3 separate regions of the Zea mays genome follow, and all the other regions are linked to region 1. Evidence: chromatin contacts called from public Hi-C data. All regions are on one chromosome and are shown on one strand. The core of a region is the stretch at or near the end of the contact, and the rest is flanking DNA. Distances in the headings are between cores, read along the strand shown.

Evidence for each region. Hi-C and Micro-C count contacts between places; a contact is called where the count stands out from the background.
Region 2: a Hi-C map of leaf mesophyll shows a contact between it and region 1, with 2.1 times the contacts expected there. The contact joins the promoter of LOC100281419 here to the promoter of LOC100285990 in region 1. A contact is called at or near these places in 5 of 25 Hi-C or Micro-C datasets (bundle sheath, ear, leaf and 2 more).
Region 3: a Hi-C map of tassel shows a contact between it and region 1, with 2.3 times the contacts expected there. The contact joins the promoter of LOC100384312 here to the promoter of LOC100285990 in region 1. A contact is called at or near these places in 2 of 25 Hi-C or Micro-C datasets (ear and tassel).

What each region holds. Positions count from the first base shown.
Region 1 is chr1:258,428,383-258,433,046 of Zm-B73-REFERENCE-NAM-5.0, reverse strand. LOC100285990 reads right to left here and starts at 2,010. Exons shown (of 7, transcript NM_001158878.2): 1 at 1,752-2,010; 2 at 1,337-1,450. The coding sequence starts at 1,448.
Region 2 is chr1:258,577,171-258,581,731 of Zm-B73-REFERENCE-NAM-5.0, reverse strand. It overlaps LOC100281419, which reads left to right and starts at 2,521. Exons shown (of 9, transcript NM_001361494.1): 1 at 2,521-2,695; 2 at 3,502-3,634; 3 at 3,740-4,561. The coding sequence starts at 3,579.
Region 3 is chr1:258,179,497-258,184,170 of Zm-B73-REFERENCE-NAM-5.0, reverse strand. LOC100384312 reads left to right here and starts at 2,239. Exons shown (of 1, transcript NM_001176867.3): 1 at 2,239-3,889. The coding sequence starts at 2,315. The coding sequence ends at 3,646.

The sequences.
Region 1 (4,664 bases), core at 761-3,260:
TTCAAACCAAAATTCGAAATATGAACATGGGAAATGGAAAAGAAAGAAATACAAAATAGAAAAAACAAAAATATATCAGATCTAAGCCAAAACCGCGGCCACTGGCCCAATTACACTCCGCCCGGCTGGCTTCAAGTGCCGACAGGGGGGACCCGTGTGTCAGCCGTCTTCCGCGCGCTGCTCCATTTGTGAAGACGCTGTCACGTGGGGCCCTGGTGTCGGACCCGTTTCCTCCACGTCTCGGCCCACTCGTGGGTTTCTCTGGTTCACGGCCACAGACCTGCTTTCGTCCAGTTGGGCTTTACACCTCGCCGGCCCACCTGTGCTCTCAATTGCAGCCGCTCTTGTGTCACTGTCGGGCGGGCCCGCGCGGGCAGGGTAATACAGCGTGCCTGTATATCCCTGACGTCGCTGACGTATGGGACCACACAGGCAGGAGCCCCTATTCCTCCTAGAGATGCACTCGATCCAGATAGCCGCCACGCAACAAATCGCGCTGTGAACCTCGGGAATCTGTTGGGATTTCATAGGGAGTTGTTAGGATCTAGCCGTGTCCGCGGGCGCCACACCAAGCCTATATAGGGCCGCAATCCGATGGCTCGTAATCTCTCTCGCCCATTGATCGTGTCGAGCGCCCGCCGAGACAGAGAGAGAATAGGGGGGCGCCAATCCAGAGCTTCCTCGCTGCCGCAAGCGTGCCGTTGTCGAGGGAGTGAAGCTACAAGGGACACAGGGTTGCAGCGCTTGATCCCGTCGGTGTTCGGACGGTTCACCGTGGTGCGCTGAAGGGCAGGGCCTCGGCGGAATCTCTTTAATCTAGTGTTCGTCCATTATTTTAGCAAAGTTCCAACTTCTATGTTTCCATCCAGAAAAAAACAGCAAGGGAAAACCAAGTGCACGTGCAACCTAATCAGATTATTAACTAGCATGAATCCTAGCTGATAACCAGATGTTAAACAAAGAGAATGCATACAGCAAAACTAGGTATGCTCAAGCTTAGACTTTAGTAACAACCGACTTTTCCAAACAAAATAACTCATATTCAGAAAGGATAGTCACTTGGGACATGTAAATTATTGTCCATTTCATTTTTCTTGTGTTGGTATGGTAAATAGAATCACAATACCTGTCAAATAGCACGAAACTCTGTAGTTTATTACTATTAAAACATTATTATTATTATTGTCGTATATGATCTGAAACTCAAATGTTTGTTTCTCATGCACCCCTAACTAATTCGCTGTGCACAGGTTGAGAGAACCAGAGGCGATTATTACCGCGTCCCAGTCCCAGAGGAGCAAGCAGTCAAAAGGGAAACCAAGCATCCAGTACGTACCTGGTGGCGGCACGGTGGTGATGGCCTGGCAAACCGCGCAGCAGACGCTGGACGCGCCACGCGGGTAGAGCAGAAGGGTCCGGCAAGCATGGCACATGATCTGGTTCTGCATACCTGGAATCGAAAGAGGAAAAAGAAGCGAGGCACGTATGAGCATCCAATCGCAACCTGGTGGTAATCAACAAAGCAACCCGACCATCGGATGAGTCGAGCAACGACCCAGGGCCCAACACTGAATTCGATTGGTGGCGACAGCGAGATCGGTCGATCAACCAACCCACGCGTGCCCGCCCCCACCCTACCATTAACCGAAGAGCCAAATGCATGCCAGCTATACTCGCATGGATCCGGGTCAATCGGGATCTCGCCAAGCGTGAGAAGAGGAGGAAGACGAGGGGAGGACGAGGCAACTCACCGGCGTGGAACGCGCTAGGCTGTCCTGACGTCTGTGGCTCCGGTTGCTCCGGGAAGAGCTCGAGGCGGGAGGAAGGCGAGGAGGGACGCGTTGTCGCTTATCTCTGTTCTTCCTTCCTCTTCTAGGCGAGGCGAGGGGGAGATGATTTCGGATTGGATTTGTCCGGGATGTGAGAGGAAGAGGAAGAGAAGAGGAAGGAGGGGACCAGTCGAGACGCTGCGGTGGGGCAGCACGGAAAAATTGTTACCGGCTTTATCAGTTTATCACGCGCACGCGGCTCGGATGGGTCCGCGCCTCCGCGGGGACGCCATTTCGTCGCTGCCTTCTCCGCACGTGCAGAGGAGAAAAAGGGTCGTTATATTTAACAATATATCACGAGTTTTAAAACAAATAATAAAGTCATGTTTGGCAAAACCTTTAGAAATTTTGGTAGAATAGGTAAAGTAGATTATTAGTTGCTTTAGAAAATCGTCAAATTAGAGTTCGAAGTCTTTAGATGACATCTAGATAAGTTATTTTGTTTATTATTTAGATTAAAAATATTTTTAAAACTATTTAAAGTCATATTATAAACAATAACTTTACATTGGAGCTAGAATCTGAAGTCATCCTAAACACCTCTAAATCATTGTGCCTCTTTAAATTAACATTTTCTAGTAACTTTTAAGATAATCTTATATAATATTCTTACATCATTAGTACAAATAAATAATTATGTATGATGTTTTATTTGTCTTTGTATTATATCAATTAATCTTTTGTTTTTGGATCATAAAAATAGTGAGATATTGTTATTTTATTTGTATCAACTCAAATTAGATTTTATCTAACTATGTATTTATTTTTAAGACTAAAAATTATAGATTACATACATAAAAGTTGCAACAAACTAATTCTACAAATTTTAATCTAAAATATATAAAATAATTTTGTGAAAAAACTAAATTTTAGTCACCTGATTTTAGCAAGAACCTTAAAAGTTTTTTCAAACCATTCCTCTTTGATGTGAGTTTTAGATCTTAACTCAGTTTTTTATATTTAATCAAATTTATAGAAAAAAGTACAATATCTATAACATCAAAAAATAAATATGTATGAATATATATTTTATAATAATACATCTAAATATATTAATTTGATGTCATAGATTTTGATACCATATTTATATTTTATAAATATGGTGAAATCTGAAAATATTTAAGACAATAACATTTGATTTGGGAGTTGTTGCGATAGCGCACCGACTGGAGTGCATGGAAAATCAAGATAGAGCTATTATAGTTCGGTATAAACTAATCTGTTTAGTTTGACTTTTAGCTTTGTCTTTTGCCTCGTAAAAGTTAAGCCAAAGGACTTTCTCCTATTGTAAAACTAAAAGCATCTTTAGACCTACTTTTATCGTCTTTTGGATGGAACTGTGAAAGCGTACATAAAATTACTTTTAGTGGTTTTCACATAATAGTTTTTAGCATTTTAACAACTCACAGTCTCCGATAACTTTTTTCACATCTCACTAGGTATATGCCCGTGCGTTGCAACAGAGGGCACTTGTGCACGCGCAGGTCATTATTTAGTGATGCTATCAAGCATCAACATAATAATCATAATAAATGTTGAAGTCTACCATTTCGAATAACCAAAATTTGGCTCAATGTCATTATTAATCGAAATAGGCATCTCCTAAGTTAATAATACATGATCGAAATGAATAAGAGGTTCCTATTAAAAACATTTATTGTTTAGATAAGAGATTCCTATTGAAGGAGATCATCCTTTAGACCATCTCCAGCAGATCAAACTACACCCATACCCATATTCAAACTACACTCTATAAACAGTGCAATCTACAATATAAAACGATGCAAAACAGTGTTTTTAGTGATCATATAGGTGCAATGTACAATAGTTCACCCATATGATCACAAAAACACCTTTTGCACTGTAGATTGTATTGTTTGTAGAGTGTGGTTTCAATATGAGTATGGGTAAGCTGCTGGAGATGGTCTTATTATATAGTATTATACAACATTCAGAGCACACATGGTATATAAATACGGACATAGCAAAACATACTCCCAGTACCAATTATACAGCGAGACACCACAATACATCTCGTGCACATCACAAATGTCAATGGTCGTCCAACTTAGAATTAATCAGTCCCAAGAAAAGCGCCGACACCGACTCCTGCGCACGCGTGTCACGGCCTACACCTTAATCTCCAGCCTCCATCGGTACAACTCCTGGTCCGGCATGAGCAAGTCGACGGACACGAGGCTGATGTCGGCATCGTAACTAAACTCCACTTCCGCCGAGTCTAGCAGGCACCTCGCCGGCTCCCGCGAGCAGTAGACGACGGACATAGTTAGATGATCATGCAAAAGGAAAAGACCAACACTAAAAAATAAGTATGTGGTATCACTCATCTTTTCTTATCAACATTATCTACAATCCCATACACTTATAAGCATAATAATCAATTTTATCCCTTGTAGGGTAACCAAAAGTAGCAAACCAGCTACCAATAAACAAGTGGACTACTTTTCACAGTCGCTTCGTTAGGATGCATGCAACAATCCTAAAAATCGATGTACTGCTTTTGGATGGACAGAACAACTGCGGAACCAGGATATTTGGCAAAGGATAGATTGTAGACTGATCAATTCAAGCAAATAAAGGAAACAAAAACTTAATCAGTGAGGCAACGACCTATAACAGATGATTTTTTGTATGAGACACACATGATGAGTTTAATTTCTCTCATATGTTATAATAGTGCAATGTTTGTGTGTTGCAACGACATATAATCATATTCTCCCCTCGAGATCCACAACATAGTACACAGTGTTGGGCCTCAGTAAGGGACACACCCTGGTGGGCGCGGCCACAGTGTCCCCACATCCATGATAGCGG
Region 2 (4,561 bases), core at 1,272-3,771, 150 kb before region 1:
AAGGTCATTTTCTTTGTATGTATATGTGAACTTTATGCACCTGAGAAAATATTGACTAGGCAAACTAGTTAGTCCACACGGTTTGTGATGGACGTCAAACACCAAAATCGATTATAGAAAATGTTGAGGCCATTTCCTTTTCAGAAACAAACTAATACTGCGATGGGCTGCTGTTGGGGGCCTTCGTCTTCCGAAGGTCCTCAAAAACACGACTAACTACTTGTTTTTTATATATTATTAAGTGTTACAGGAGCTTCGGTACCAGAAAAGCTTCGGTTTTGATCAATGGAAGTGTGACGAAGCAAGCTTCGTTACGATGACGCGGAAAGGTGGCGTAGGAAGAAGGTGTTGATTCAAACTGCTAGGTGCAAATGACAAAATTGTCCCCATGACATTTGTAAACCTTGTATGTAATCTTCGATGATATGAATATAATATCGTACGAAGTTGTACGATTGCCTATAAATAGGTGAACAGTAGCCCCGTACTGTTCACGCTGGATTGTAACTGCATTCACGCCTTTACCTTCATGCAAGCCGAAGCTATCAATACAATGTGTATCTAGATATTGTTTGTACATTCAATACGAAATTAATAAATGGCATGATATTACATTTGAAATTATGTTTTTATATTTGTCGATGATAAATATATGTTCTTCATGACCTTCACCCATCTATGTAATTAGTTTTATAATTAGACTATATTTTATACTTGTAACTAGGATCAAACAATCATATGTGACGGGACTAAAATTTAGTTCTGTACAATGAAACGGAGCCTTAATCGAAACTAGATCACACAAATGGCAACCCGCCTATTCTGGCAGCTTATCTGTGTATATGACTGGTGCTGGGAATTGGGTTGGGCTAGCCCGGCCCAAGCCCATCATGCTTCGTGCCAAACAGGTTTGGGTCAGAAAAACCCAAAAAACTTTTAGGTCGTGTCGTGCCAGCTCAAAGTGTAAAAACAGTGGCCCGACCCGGCCCTAAACCATGTCGTGCCTTTATTGGGCCGTGCTGGCCCAAGCCCGGCCCATATATTTGACCACATAAAATCAAAATATTACAACCACATAAAGTGCATAACCTACTAAATTAAAGATATTAAACAATCCTAACATCATTTTACCATATAAACTCTAAATATCACAACAATATAAAGTCTCTAGCTTACCAAATTAAAGTAATTAAATAACTTGGGTTTTATTGGGCCGTGCCGGTCCAAGTCTGGTCCGTCTGTGCGGGCCGTGCTGGGACGACGAGCTGGAATTTAAGGCCCGACTCAAGTCTGTCTTCGGGCTGTGCTAGTCGGCCCATATTATTTCATGTTGGACTGTGTTTTGGGCTTCTGTTTTCAGACCGTGCTCGTGCTGGCAAAAAAAAAAAGTCTTGACTATATTCGCAGCACTATATATGACTGGTGGCAACAATGCTTTCTCTTTGCCGGGAGAAAACGGAGAGCAGGGGCGGGAGAGATTAACGAGGTGGAATGCCACATCCTACGTCAGTACTGGAGCAGGCAACAACCGAGAGCTGAGCTGTGCCTTCTCTAGCAGCAGTCGTCGTCAGCACAGGCGCGAGGCGAAGCACCGGCAAGGCAGAGCCGCAGATACGGTGGCCGCGCCCGACAGCAGCAGCTACCAGCGTAGACGTAGCAGCGTCCGCTCGTAGCTAGCTAGCACACAGGCCCCGTTGACCAACTCCAGCAGACTCCCTCTCCGTATCCCTAAAACGCGCGGCCAACACATTCTCTCTCCTCTCCGTATCCGTCTCCGTTTCCAGCAACACTCCCCATCCCACTCCGCATGCAGTCTATGACACCTGGGGCCCGCCAGCAGGCGCGCGCGCACGCAGAGAGCTGCGGAGAGAAGAGAGAAAGCGTGGAAATGGGGAGTCAGGGTACAGGCCGTGCGTTTTACGGAGCCGGATGCGGAGCCTGCTGGACTGATGAATAGTGTGCTAGACTCCGCAAAATACGGATACGGAGCCGCATGCGGAGTGCTGCTGGAGTTGGTCTTAGTTACTCGAAATGGTAAGTCCCGTAGTGTACCTGCGCGGTGTCGGCGCATGCGCAAAACGGCATGCACGGGCACGGCACGCGCACACCGCCTCCCGATCGTCCTCTTCTCTACTACTAAAGGATTAGTAAGGGAAGGACCGAAGGAGTACTCTTCTGGTCCGCATCATCCACATGCCGCCGCCGCCGCCGCTACGCTACGCTAGCTGCCGCTCTGCAAGGGCCCCCCGCGCGGGGCCCCCGCGGCCCTGGCTCTGCCGGCTCGATCGCCTAATCATTCGCCCCGGGCGCGGCCGGACCCCTACACCTCCTCTACCACACCGTAGCATCAGCCCATCTCGCTCCCGCTTTCCCATCGCTCTCGCGCGTCCCTGTCCGCGGGAATCCACCTCAGTCCAGCCACACCGCAATGCTGCTGCGTCTGCCTCTGCGTGCTCAACACCTCCGCTGCATAAAAGCAACCCTCCCTTCTCTCCCTCACTTCCCCGTCGCGCTGTCTACCTCTCTCTCTCTCTCATCACAGCACAGCTCCAGCTCTAGGCTGTAGAGGGTGGAAGAAGCGAGGTCGAGTCACAGAGGCCTGCAGCAACCGTCTGCGCTGAGCATCGAGGCCGCGCTCTGCAGTCTGCTGTCTGCTCTCCCTCGATAAGCCGGGTTCCAAGCTAGCTCTGCAGAGGTACTTGGTCTTTTCTGATTCTTGCTTCTCTTTCTCCCTCGAATTCTTTCTCTTCTATAATACATACTGCGCAGCTGTTCTTCTTCTCCGTCTTTTTTTTCTTACGAAATCTGATATGATACTTTCACCGTCATCCGTCCATTCTCACCGTGCAATCTCAACTTTACACTTCTTGACAGAAAGGTCCTCTGCTAAAAATTCAACGAAGCATCTGCTCTCCTCTCCTCTCCGCTGTTCTTGCTATATATCGATCGCGATTCCATTACTACGATACATAATAATAACAAAAAGAAAGAACCTTTCCGCGTGTTTGGTTGCTGCTCCTGAGCAGGCAGGTGCTTCTCCCCTCGCGAGTATGTGGGTGTCCACACCACACGCCTATCCTCCTTTTTTTTCCGCTTCTTCTCTGTTTTCTTCCCTCTTAATATATCCATCAAATCACTGTGTTAGCGTGTTATGTTCTTGCACCCCCACTGTTCACATGCCCTGCTTTCCCCCCGATCCGTGTACCCTGTTGTGGGGCCTGCGGATTTATCGTATTCCCGCGTCCTATCTCTTTTTCTTGTTGGAACAGAGCTGCCAGTCATAGCAGATAGTAGATAGAGAACAAGCATAGATTAAGTGACACACCGCTTGCTCCATCTGGGGTCAAACAGAGGCTTTTGTGTGGTGCAAGCAAGATCCTGGACAGGAGACGTCATTGTTTACTGTTTTTTTTCTCCTCCATTGACAGTTGCATAAAGGCTGGCAGCAATTTTTAAGATCATGCTTTGAGTTCCCATGCACGTTCCCCCTGCTTCTTGCAGTGTGAGCTCTGACTGAACACGAAGTGATTGGCGGCTTCTCATCGATCGATGGTTGTGTTGTGCTGGCCATCTGAGCGATGAACCAGTTCGTCCCTGATTGGAGCAACATGGGAGACACCTCCAGGCCGCTCGGGTGAGCACTACTCTGATCCCCCCCTAATTGATGATCCATGGAGACCGTGACGCGGAGAGGGAGGAAGGATAACGAAGATTCTGCTGTGTTCTTGCGTTGGTGCAGCGAAGAAGACGACCTCATCGAGCTGCTATGGTGCAACGGCCATGTCGTCATGCAGAGCCAGAGCCACCGGAAGGTGCCGCCGAGGCCGGAGAAGGCGGCGGCAGTGGCGGCTCCACCAGCCCCCGCGTCCGTGCCGCAGGAAGACGAGGGCGGCCTGTGGTTCCCCTTCGCGCTGGCCGACTCGCTGGACAAGGACATCTTCTCGGAGTTCTTCTGCGAGGCACCGACGCCGGCACCGGCGGCGGCGGATGCGGCGCCGGCGGCCTCTGGTGGTGGAACCGGCACCGAAGCCGGCGGCAAGTCGTGCGGCGGGGACGTCCCAGTCCCAGCAGAGGACGACAGGCGCGGCGGCGGCGGGGCGTGCGCGGTGTCGGCGGGGGACCCGTGCGACCTGATGCCGCCTCCCAAGTCGACGCCCGCGTCCTGCTCCAGGCAGCAGACGACGATGAGCCTGGCCAACGGCGGCGACAATGCCGGAGGGGACCTGCCGGGCCTCGTCCGTGCGGGGGCGGAGGCCGGCGCGTCGTCGATGCTGAGCGCGATCGGGTCCAGCATCTGCGGGAGCAACCAGGTCCTGGTGCAGCGCGCGGCGTGCGCGCCGGGGCGCGCGTCCGCGTCCGGCTCCGGAACCGCCCGCGGCGACGGGTCCGGGTCCGCCGCGCTGCCGTCGGCGGTGGGCAGCGCGAACGCGAACGCCGTGGGCGGCGGCAGGGGCCACGAGGCGTCCTCGTCGGGGCGGTCCAACTACTGCTGCTTCGGCGCCGCCACCACCACAACCACAACCACCACCACGGAGCCCGCGAGCACCAGCAACCGGAGCAG
Region 3 (4,674 bases), core at 990-3,489, 250 kb after region 1:
CGTCGTACATGGTTGCCTCACTGCGCGAGAAAGGGGAAATAAGAGTGTGCTGGACCTGGCTACCTCGCTGCCCGAGAAAGAGAAAAAATGAGCACACTATTGTGAAGAAATCGATGTAAATTGTGTTTAATGTGTTCCTATCCATTTGCTAAACTTGGAGAATAAATGAGGTTGATAGCAAGTAACTAAATTTAGCAAGGTTATTTAGGGAACTATTGGAGAAGCATTTTCCTGTTCACTTCTTAAATTTGTGATTTATAGAGTTGTTTAGAGAACTATTGAAGTTGCTCTCACTAGTAGAAAAGAGCTCTAAGATGGCGGCACACAGAAATTTATAGTGACGGTTTCAATAACAGCACGCCAGTGAAAATAAATAGATGGGCCCGCCTTAATGAACCGCCAGTGTAAATAAATTTAGCACTAGCGGGTTGGTTAAGAAAACCGTCGGTGAAAACATGATTTTCACTAGCGGTTTTCTTTAGCAGCCTGCCAGTGCTAATGTTATTTCCACTGGCGGGCTGCTAAAGAAATCCACCAGTGAAAATCATGTTTCCACATGTGGTTTTCTTAAGCAGTCCGCCAGTGCTAATGTTATTTCCACTGGTGGTTGCAAAACAACCGCCAGTGAAAAACGTCGATTTCTATTGGCCTCTATCACTGGCGGCCCTGAAAAACGCCAGTACAAATAGCTCTAGAACCGTTACTATAAAGCTTCTGTGTACTAGTGTCTAGTCCTCTTAATTGATAGCTATTTTTTTGGCACCGTTTAGTACGGCTTCTGCAGGAGCCACACCCGTTTCAGAGCACTCCCAAACAAGCTTTTAGCCTAGCTTAACAGTTAACACACATGGGTCAAAGCCTCATGCGTGCTGGCAATATAAGGGCATGACCTGCAGGTTCACTTTGCAACTATGCGACACAGACAAAATAGAAGTGGTAATCCTTGATGCTTCTCTATATATCTACCCCGGCCCGCTGCCCTTTGTCGTGTTCCTCTCCAATCCCCCTACCCCTTATGCGCTCTTTCCACGGGCTTTCCTGCGCACACGTGCATGCAACGATCGAACATGTTAGCTTCATCTGCTTCCCAGTTGTGTTTGTGTCTCAGCATCCCTACAGTCCTATACTCCTATGCTAGTGTGATTCATACATCCTCTGCATAGCATAGAACGTGCTACTATCTCTGCTGCTAAGTTTTTTTATATACTGTAGTATATCTGAGCCACTTGTCTTGTACTGTCCTATTTCGGTGCATACACCTGATTGGTTACCCGCACCATTCTATCTTGAATCATCGTGTGCGTTGACTTTGGCTGAGCGTCTGTTTGGTTGGCTGTACGCAAGGAATGTTGGTTGCATGAGTGGATGCAAAATAAGTCATTATAGGTCATTTAACTGCATCTGCACATTATGAGAGACCGGTATGCACGCCCTGGGTTAGTACCACCTCACCTAGTCAAGGGGGTCGTGGTGGCCTTATAAGGGCGGGCCTCTCTTCTCTCTCAGCCTAGGTTTTGAGAGTAAGGTGCTCGTCTGAATAGGTCGTCGCGAGCGCATGAACGTCCGACTGTGCCTCTTAGAGGGGTGGGATGTGCCTTTTAGAGCCATCCGTAGGGATGGCAATTTGACCCGTGGATTTGGATATCCGTCGGATATCCGACCCGACGGATCCAGATATGGATACGTGTATTTTTGGCCTAGCCCATATTACATAGCAAGGCTCGCATGCTTATAATAATTCTTTTATTAAGTTTTAATTGTGTATGATGGTGAATTAGGAAGAAATTTGACTAATTATGTTATTGAATTATTGAATAAATGATTGTGTCTGTCATATCCGACGAATATCCGAAACCCGTCCGAAATCCGATGGGCACGGACATAGATATAAATTTGTACCCACGGGTACGGTTACGGACGAATATTGGTAGCAACCGTGGATATGGTTGCAGGCGGATATTTGCAATATCCGATATGAATCCATTGCCATCCCTACAACGCCGAGGTACTTGACCGGGGACTCCGCAAGTGCCAGCGCACGCGATCGCCGCAGGTCCGCCGTTGTCTGGCCATCCCGGGACACCACCAGACACCACCCCGAATCCCGCCGCGTCGGCGTCGGTGACCCTGCCCCACCGCGCGGTGACGAGGTGGTCCCGCGGCCACGTTTGCGCCCGGTGGCGGTGCTAGCCTGTGGCAGCAGCCTCTATAAAAGACTAGTGCAGCAGACTGGGACGCATCGGCATTCACGACTCACGAGCTCCAATCAGTTATCAGTCTCTAGCTATCCTGTCTGCTTGCTTCTGGACCATCGATGGAGGCCTACGCGGCAACGGCGTCGCCACCCACGACGACAGCCATGTGTGTGGACAAGCTCAGCCACCAGCTCTTCTCCCTGCTCGAGACCAGACTCCTGGGCGGGTGGTGCCCGTCCGTCCCCGGGACGCCGGCGCGGGCGCTCCTCGACGGCGGCCGCGTGCGGGTGCTCGCCATCGACGGCTGCGGCGCGGGCGCAGAGGACGCGCTCCTGGCCGCCGCGGCGCTTGCGAGGCTCGAGGCCAGGCTGCGCGACCGCACGGGGGACCCCGACGCGCGCGTCGCGGACTTCTTCGACGTGGCCGCGGGCGCCGGCGCGGGAGGCGTCCTCGCCGCGATGCTGCTCCTGAGGGGCGCCGACGGCCGGCCGCGGTACTCGGCGCAGGAGGCTCTGGCGTTCGTCGCCGGGAGCGTCGGGACCAAAGGCTGGTGCGGCCGGCGCGGGCGGTGGGCGAAGCTCTTCCGCCGCGGTTCCCGAGGCGGCGACCGCACGCTCCGCCGCGTGTTCGGGGACGCCACGCTGAGGGACACCGTCGCGCCGCTGCTCGTGCCGTGCTACGACCTCGCCACGGCCGCGCCCTTCGTGTTCTCGCGCGCCGACGCCGTCGAGAGCGACACCTTCGACTTCCGCCTGCGCGACGTCTGCGCCGCCGCCTGCGCCGCGGGCGGCGCGGTCGCGCCAGTCAGGTCGGTGGACGGCCTCACGGCCGTCGCCGCGGCGTCCGGGGGCGTGGCGGCCATGTGCAACCCGGCCGGGACCGCCATCACGCACGCGCTCCACAACAAGCAGGAGTTCCCCCTCGCCACCGGCGTCGACGACCTCCTCGTGCTCTCCATCGGCGCCGGCGCCTCCGCCGCCAACGGTTCGAGCACGCCGATGCCCGCACGCTCTCCGTCGCCGCGGGAGCTGGCGCGCGTAACCGCCGAGGGCGTCGCGGACATGGTGGACGAATCATTGGGCATGGCGTTCGGGCGCGCGCGCGGAAGCAACTACGTGCGCATCCAGGCCGGTAAGGCGCTGGTCCCGATCCGCACCGACGAAGCGTCCGTGGCCGCCGAAGCGATGCTAGCGCAGCGGAACGTGGAGTCGGTGCTGTTCCGCGAGCGGAGGCTGTCGGAGCGGACGAACGCCGAGAAGGTGGACGCGCTGGCCGCGGAGCTGGTCAAGGAGCAGGAGCGGCGGAGGCGCAGCCCGCTTCCGAACGTGGCTATCAAACAGGTCGGCACACCGGCGCGGCTGTCGTCCGCGACCACTGCTTCGTCGGGCACTGGGACGGCCAGGACGGCGTCGACGATGCCGTCGCCGGCGTCATGGGAGTCACGCAGGTAGTAGTTGGGTTGATTTTAGGCCGTAATTGACGTGTGTACATGCATATATGGAATGCAAAGCTAGGAGTGGGGTGTGTAAGTGTGTTGTTTTTCTTCTTGGAACGGACGCTCACACGTGCGGTTCGGAAATGGAATTTCGGATGGCTCACTCAACCCTGCGTGCAACTCTTCACGTTTCTAGCAAAACGCATAAAAAAGCGCTGGCTGTCATCCTACCTTAAATCCACGGAATCTCTTTTCTTTCATCTCTATTTGCGTGTTCGCACACACACTGCTGGAAGGGACATCTCATTACTACATGTTCGCAACGTTCTATCAAGCAAATCAGAAAAACAACAACAGGGTGAACTTCAGGATGATACACTCTACCATTGAAGGAATTTAAGCTGCATGGCAGAACATTTACTTAGTCCAGTGGAACTGCCACACCCACTCTCTGACTGCAAATGGTCATGTCTTCTGCACTGTTCCCTAGGAATCTGCATTTCCAAACTGCCATTTACAAGCATTGTCATCTGCAACCTCAGACCATTGCCTTCTTCTACTTCCCTGGGAAACATGCTGGGTGAGGTTGCCTGGTTTTCCTCAGCAGGTCCAATCCTTCTAGGCTAAACCATTGCATTCAATTGATAAGTTGAGGGTGTTGCACACCAAATTGAGGAGATTAGCTAGGGGCTTAAGGACTTGAGGCAAACAGCAAATTGGTGGCCTGAAACTGCATTCTGAAACTGCTACAGAAGTTATTCTCTTATTGGACCAAGCACAAGAAATGAGACACATGTGGGGAGAGGAATTGGCACTGAAGAAAAAAGCAAGCAATCGGTTACTAGCTTATGCTGGCTGCTCTTCGGATAATCAAAGCAAGGCAAAGGTCAAGGCTCATTTGGATTAGATGTGGAGACGCCAACACTAAACTCTTCCAACTGAGAGCCAACTCCAGGAGGAGAAAGAATTTTATCGCACATCTGAACGTGCAAGGCAGAACTGTTACACAGCACGACGACAAAGCAACGACACTGCTGCACCACT